Linked DNA regions of Mus musculus: region 1 is linked to region 2. Evidence: chromatin contacts called from public promoter capture Hi-C data. All regions are on one chromosome and are shown on one strand. The core of a region is the stretch at or near the end of the contact, and the rest is flanking DNA. Distances in the headings are between cores, read along the strand shown. Region 1 has its middle 9.9 kb from the start of Gm52879. Region 2 overlaps Tspan9 (tetraspanin 9).

Region 1 (3,042 bases), core at 224-2,723, 81 kb before region 2:
CACTTGAGAGTATGTGGTTGGGGGGTAGCTTCGTGAGAATAACTTGCTGGAGAGGAGGGGAGAGGAGAGGAGGCAGAACTGAAGGCTACCTGCTGAGTATCTATCATGATAGAAGAGTGCCACTGGCCAGCCACCCTGGTCAGTTCACTGGCTCTGCAGTATAGAACTGTCCTGGGTTGTAGTTTCCTCAGCTACCAATGGCATTAACTCTGCCATTGTGAGAGGTGATCCTTGGAGCTACTCCCAAAAGGTGTCACATGAGGTTGGCCACCCTGACCTTGTTGGAGGTCAAGCTCCAGGCAAGTGCTTTCCTTTTTGTGCGAGCCAGTATTGACCTTGAGTCTCCATCCCCCATGCTGTGGCTAACCCAGAGCTAAACAAGTCACAGTGTTAAAAATAGCCTCACCCTCACTTACATGTCCAGCGTGCTGCTTCTGCGGCGTGGATGGGTGATAGACCGACACTGTCTTCCCAGTTACCAAGTTACCAGTTACTGACATCTTAGTGTAGGTTAATCTTGTAGATATTTTGGCCTCAGAAGGACCCATGTAATGATCCTTTGTTGTACCAATGGGGGCATGTTAAGGTTTTCGGGAGGAAGGAACTTACCAGGCATTTGACAGACATCAGGGGTGAACCGAAGCATGCGCTCAGATCACACTATGTCTGTCTTGCCTCTTGGATGGGCAATACAGCCCAGGGTTCCGGAGGGCCCACTGTTTCTCTCAGGATAGCTGCTTTAGAGTTGACAGTCGCTCAGGTTTCAAGGCCCACAAGCAAACTGGAAGCTAGATGGCCTTCTATAAGACAAGAAGGAAGGAGGCCTTGGGACAGTAGCAGCTAGAGCTCTTTTGAGTCCTCAGTCTTCCAAGGTTGGAAGTAGGGTCTCTGAGGTGTAGGCCGAACTATGAGGCCAGCTGCCTAACAGGAGGGCGACCGCTAGTGAACACGAAGAAGTAGAGAAGATGGATGGGTGAGCCAGTGACTGGTGCCCAGGGCGGAAGGATGAGGGAGGTGGTGTGTGACATGGAAGAGACAGTGATGCTGGCACAGATGGGGGAAGGAGGGGCTGCATGAAGACAAGTGCGCAGCCTGGGGGCCCCTGGCTGTGGCAAGTGACAGGAAGAACAGCTGAAAGGAACCAGAGGAGGAGAGGAGGAAAGGCCACCCAGGACAGTAGGCATGGTCAGGACTGACATCATGCTTTGCTGCCTGCCGATTCAGGCCAATCGCCATTCCAGCCTTTCTGCCCTTTCTCCTAAGCCCTTGGATGGACATCTGGCAGGTCTTCTGTTTTGTGAGGGTGTTGCACTTTTTTTTTTATCTGGCACTCACGACTCCTGTGTGGGTTCTACTTGTGGTCACCTAGTCTCAGTCTGGACTTGTTGGGGAGGGGGATATAGCCCCTGAGACTTCTTGGTGGCCTTGTTGTGGTGCCTGCTCTTCCATGTGCTGGCCACTAGATGGCAGCAGGAAACCTGTTGGTTTTTTCCAGCAGGTTGTTTTACTCAGTCTAGCTTTCCTGGCCATGTGGCCCTCTGCCTCAGTCTCAAATCACATTTGTCACAGGTTCTTAGATGGTTCTGAGGCAAGGCTGAGTGAGATGAAGCCGCATCAGTCTACTTTTGAGAAGTGGCTGTCTCAGGACACTGTCACAGGCTTGGAGGTGGCCTTTCAGCACCCTACCTGTGGCCAAACACCCTTTGTAGGGTGTTCCTGCTGTAGACTACACTCTAGCTGTGCGTTGCAGGGCTGTGTGGGGCCCAGAAGCAGAGAACTGGGCTCTGAGGAAACTGAGACTGCCCACCTCCACCTCAGCTTGGCAGCCTGTGTGGTTGGTGCCAGACATGGAGGGAGGGGTCATGCCTAGGGCAGGACTAGCCTGGGAAGAGCAGTGCTGTAAGATCAAGGACAGAGCTTTCCTGCAGCAGGGACATACAGCACTAGCAAACTCCCTGGAAGCTCAGCTTGAGTCCAGAAGTGGGCGGAGTCTGCCGATTTCATGGCCCATCTACTCCCAGCAACCCCTGGGTGTAGTCCCCCATCCCACAGCTGGTCATAGCCACGTGTAGCCTTAGATCTCTGCAGGGTAGTCCCACAGGATGCCAAGCCACACCCCATTTCAGGTTCAGTCTTCAGTGCTCTGAGTGTTGTTTCTGGGTCTGCAGTTTTTGTCTGGCGTCAGGGCTCATATGTCTTTCCTACAGTTTTGTGTCAAGGACTGGGCTGTCCTCTTGAGACCCATGGCGTGAACTGGAGTCTCAGAGAGGTCAAGGGTATTTTCAACGTTTCCAAGATAAAACGCTGAACTGGCCATTGATCCGGAGGCTGGGACATTTTTTATTCTTCCTGTAATGATCAGCTTTGCACGTGGCGGGGTTAGTGGGTGAAAGAGAAATTCTCCCAGGATGCCAGAAATGGGGACACGATCTGTCACCACCCCCACCTACTACCTCTAAGTACCCTATTAGTCTGTACCCCAAACATAGCCAGGGATGGGACCCTAGTTGTTCTATGGAGATACCAGGTGGCCCCAGCTGCCAGAGCCTTCCGCTGGTTAGTGATGCTATGTAGGCATCTGGTAGGGGATGAGAGTGTTTGGTGGTGTGCCTTGCACTTCTAACTGGCCTATCGAGCTAGTGTTGCTGCCCAGACCCTACCCATGGTAGTTGCTCTCTCTGGGACCCCATTCTAGGTGGCCTCCCCGTGTGGAAGCACTGTCCACGATGGGGGCAATGGTGGCATGACTTCATGTCAGTGCCCTCTGCTGGGTATTTTTGAGGTTCCAGGCTGGGGTGGGGGTCCTAGGTCCTTGTGTAGGCGTGCCTACTTTATCAGCGGTCCTCCATCTGTGTGACAGGCTCAGTAAGGAGGTCCTTGTACAGTCCTTTTCCCTACCAGTATACACCTTCGAATCCCAGGTTATGTCCTGACCTCCTGATGTCCTGGCTCCCAGCCCCTTCTTTTTGCTTCTCGGCTCTGCCTGCAGCCGGCTTTGTCACAGACACCTTCCACTGCCCTCCACAGGCTTTGTGCTGGTGT
Region 2 (3,198 bases), core at 235-2,734:
GCAGACGCCCCTTGAAGCTGCCAGCACGCTCACACAGACAGGCATGGCCATGCTAGGATGACTGTGTGATGGGTTCGGGGAATGACAGCTGTCGGGTCCGCTTTGACGTCAGCACCGGCCTCCGACAGGCTTCCCAGTTCCGTCAGCTTCGCTTCAGTGGTGTGTTTCCTGCCTGAGGAAGCAGGTCTGCCTTCTACACACCAGCCCATCCTGGGGTGCGGGGTGCTGGAGGAGCGGAGCAGAGCCACTACCGAGGTTCCGAGGTAGATGCTCATCTCTGCGGCAGTCAAAACTTCATTGTTCATCACTTGATTAATTCACCAGTTTCTTCGCTGCCTTTGTGCCAAGTTCCATGCTGGGTACAGAAGTACTCAGAGGGTCATCGCCCCTGTGCCAGAGAACTCCTGTCACCCTTACGTGGTAGGCTACAGCTGTACTGGAAAGGAACAGAGGAGCCCACAGGAGGATGTGCAGTCTCGAGCTGGGACCTCTGTGATGCTTTTAATCCAACAGAGAGGTGGGGGTGAAGGCTTAAGGCCAGGGATGTGTTTTCTCTGCCCCCCTCCCCATCAGCATCTTAGCATCTTCCAGGCCCACAGGAAGGTTGGCTGCTAAGGGGATGGCAGCCGAGAGGGTGGGAGGATTCCCTGTCCTATGTGTGCACATAGGAGGATCCTGGTCCATCAGGATTCTGAGCCTCCCTTAGTGATGAGCTCAGAGAGATTAGGGACCTAGGGAGGCGGTGGCTCTGAGTGGAGCAGTGTGTGTGTGTGTGTGTGTGTGTGTGTGTGTGTGTGTGCGCGTGCGCGCGTGCATGTGTGCATGTGGTGGTCTGGGTGGGGGTAGTTTTCGGGTGGCTGCCAAGTGAGGCTCGTCCTGTGGGATGTTGGCCCTTGGCCGCATCCTCAAGGGAAGAGGATGAACACATCCCATGTGTGTGACTGACTCATTCCTGCTTGTTCCGGAGCTCAGAAGAACCGCCAAGCGGGCCCTCGCTGCTCTCCTCTCCTGTCCCTCCCCTCCCTTTCTCCTACTCCCTGTCCTTGGGAGCTAAGAGCTCAAAGACAGGGACCAGCAGTCGTCCCAAGGCTAAGAGACAGAGGAGAGATTTTTTTTTTCTGTCTAAATAGATAAGACTGTCTGGTAAGAGTCTGTGACCAGGGCCAGTCCTTAGCTCAGTACCACCAGGCTGAACTCTCACTTTAGGTGCACAGATGCCTCTCTGCTGGAAGCCGGGGCAGAGTTCTCTCCGCACCCTGCTGCAGACTGTGGTGCGCTGTACTGGGGCCTCTGTACTCGGGTAGTAAGCACCACAGTGGGCCAATCTGAGTGATTGTTTAGTACTGAAAAATTAAATGCAGGAGCTGAAGCCAACAGCAGTTTCCACTAACACAGGGAGACTCCGAGCCACAGAACAGCTTTACAAGTCATCTGCCACACACGTGTCCCCGGCTGAATGTGTCCCCCAAGGCAGTGCACAGTCTGAACTGAATCCTGCTAGAATTGGGGAGCTGCCTGGGCCGCCTGAGGAGGGCTGCCTCTCAGAGCCTGGGATAGGCCATCTGGAGCCTGGACCTGTATGATTTGTGTACACAGGCTTCAGCAACTCTGAAGTCTTACGTGTGAAGGGACAGAGCCTTGTGAGCAGGTAACTGCCAGATTAGGATGCTATTTGCATAGAGTGCCTGGGAGAACAGGCAGTTAATGTCCTTGGCAGTGCTAGGGACCAGGGGGACCCTTGTGCAGAACCAGGCTGGTGTGCGCACAGCTTTTGCCTGCCTTCAGGCCTCTCCGCCCTCCCTCATCCCTTGTTGTAGCTGGGCCATAGCTGACCTGTGCAGGGCAAGGGACAGGGTGATTGTTTGCAGCTGGGGCCAGATACCCTTGGAAGGCTGGGGAAGAGGGGAGGGGGAGTTCCTCCAGGTTCCCTTTGGAGCCACCAGCAACCCTGGGGTACTTCCTGGTTTAGAAAACACCTTCATCTCCAAGTCCCATTTGATCCCTTAAGAACATGGCAAAGACGCAAATATTTATTGAGGAATTACTGTGATCCATCACATAGCCTATCCTATATAACACCCTCAAGTGCTGTGGGCACAGGGATTAGTGAGTGGTGAGGCTGGGGAATCACCTTGAACTTCCTGACTGCTTTAGCCCTTGAGCCCGGCTCTGAACTGCTTCATTTGTGGGGCAGCCTTCTCCTGGCCTTGAACTTGGGACCCTGGGGATCAGGGAGAACACCCATAGGTGCTTCTGCTCATGTTTTGGCTTCTCAGTTAGCTTTCTGCAGCAAAGGGTATCTCCTGGATACCCTTTGCTTTTTTTCCCCTTTGATGGCCAGGCTTCCTCTCCCCTCCTCTGGCTGCATGATCTGGGTTCTCCTGGCTGGTAGCTTTCCCCAGGCCCTGCTTGTACAGCAACAGGGCCTGGGTCCAGAGGAGCTGGGCTGAGGTGCTTGGTGAGGCTCTCAGAGGTAGAACTCTGAGATATGTTCCTGTCAGGTGAACTCAGGGCTAGAGGAAGTTAGGCAGCAAGCAGGCCTGTAGGGATCCCGCATGGATACAAGTGAAACCTCTGGCGGCCTCAGCTCACCTAGTAGGTACCTCTGGTCACAGGTGTTACCCCACTCATTGCTATGACAGAGCCATCTCCAGGCCTACCACTGTGAGGCCAGCTACCCTGAGCTGGGTGAATCTGCCTCTTGTGTCTGAGGAACAGCCAGGGCTTGGTCCCCGAGCTGGAGGCAAGGACAGAGCAGCGATCTTCTGCCTTTTGGAACTCCTCCATACCTGTTACTCTGCATGCCTGTTTGGTCATGGCTTGGCTACACGAGAAGCTAAGCACAGGTTGTGGGCATCTCAGTTATCTAATACGAGGATGGGTGGCTTTTTTTCTTTTTTCTTTTTTTTAAGGTCAGACTTTGCTGGTGAAAGCAGCTGAAACACTGTGGATTCCTGAGGCTTGCTTCTGATGACCAGCTTTTTCTTGCCCTGTAGCCAGTCTCCTTTTTAAAAAAAAATCAGCTCTTCCTTCCTCCTCTTCCTCCTCCCCTCCTCTTCTTCCTCCTCTTCCTTCTCTTCCTCTTCCTCTTCCTCCTCTGCTTTTTCCTCTTCCTTTTCCTCTTCCTCCTCTGCTTCTTCCTCTTCCTCTTCCTCCTCTCCTCCTCCTCTGCTTCTTCCTCCTCCTCCTCTCCTTCCT

The links. Promoter capture Hi-C pulls out the DNA fragments that hold promoters and counts their contacts.
Region 1: a contact with region 2 is called in a promoter capture Hi-C map of embryonic stem cells. The contact joins two enhancer-like sites. A contact is called at or near these places in 5 of 39 promoter capture datasets (cranial neural crest, embryonic stem cells, liver and 2 more), 13 of 484 Hi-C or Micro-C datasets (LSK cells, the N1E-115 cell line, cerebral cortex and 9 more) and 4 of 115 datasets of contacts at active chromatin or transcription factors (bone marrow-derived dendritic cells, pancreatic cancer cells, stem cell-derived neural progenitor cells and 1 more).

The regions. Positions count from the first base shown.
Region 1 is chr6:128,090,107-128,093,148 of GRCm38.p6, reverse strand. It overlaps a transcript of Tspan9 not described here. Among named protein-coding and RNA genes, the nearest start is that of Gm52879, 9.9 kb to the left of the region's middle. Within about 2 kb of position 1,473, at least 59 of the 459 cell types and tissues checked have an H3K27ac peak or open chromatin away from gene starts, as enhancers often do. A contact at or near this core is called in the N1E-115 cell line, where this site is marked.
Region 2 is chr6:128,008,952-128,012,149 of GRCm38.p6, reverse strand. All of the region lies in intron 1 of Tspan9 (tetraspanin 9), which reads left to right. Among named protein-coding and RNA genes, the nearest start is that of Tspan9, 25 kb to the left of the region's middle. Within about 2 kb of position 1,484, at least 70 of the 459 cell types and tissues checked have an H3K27ac peak or open chromatin away from gene starts, as enhancers often do. A contact at or near this core is called in the N1E-115 cell line, where this site is marked.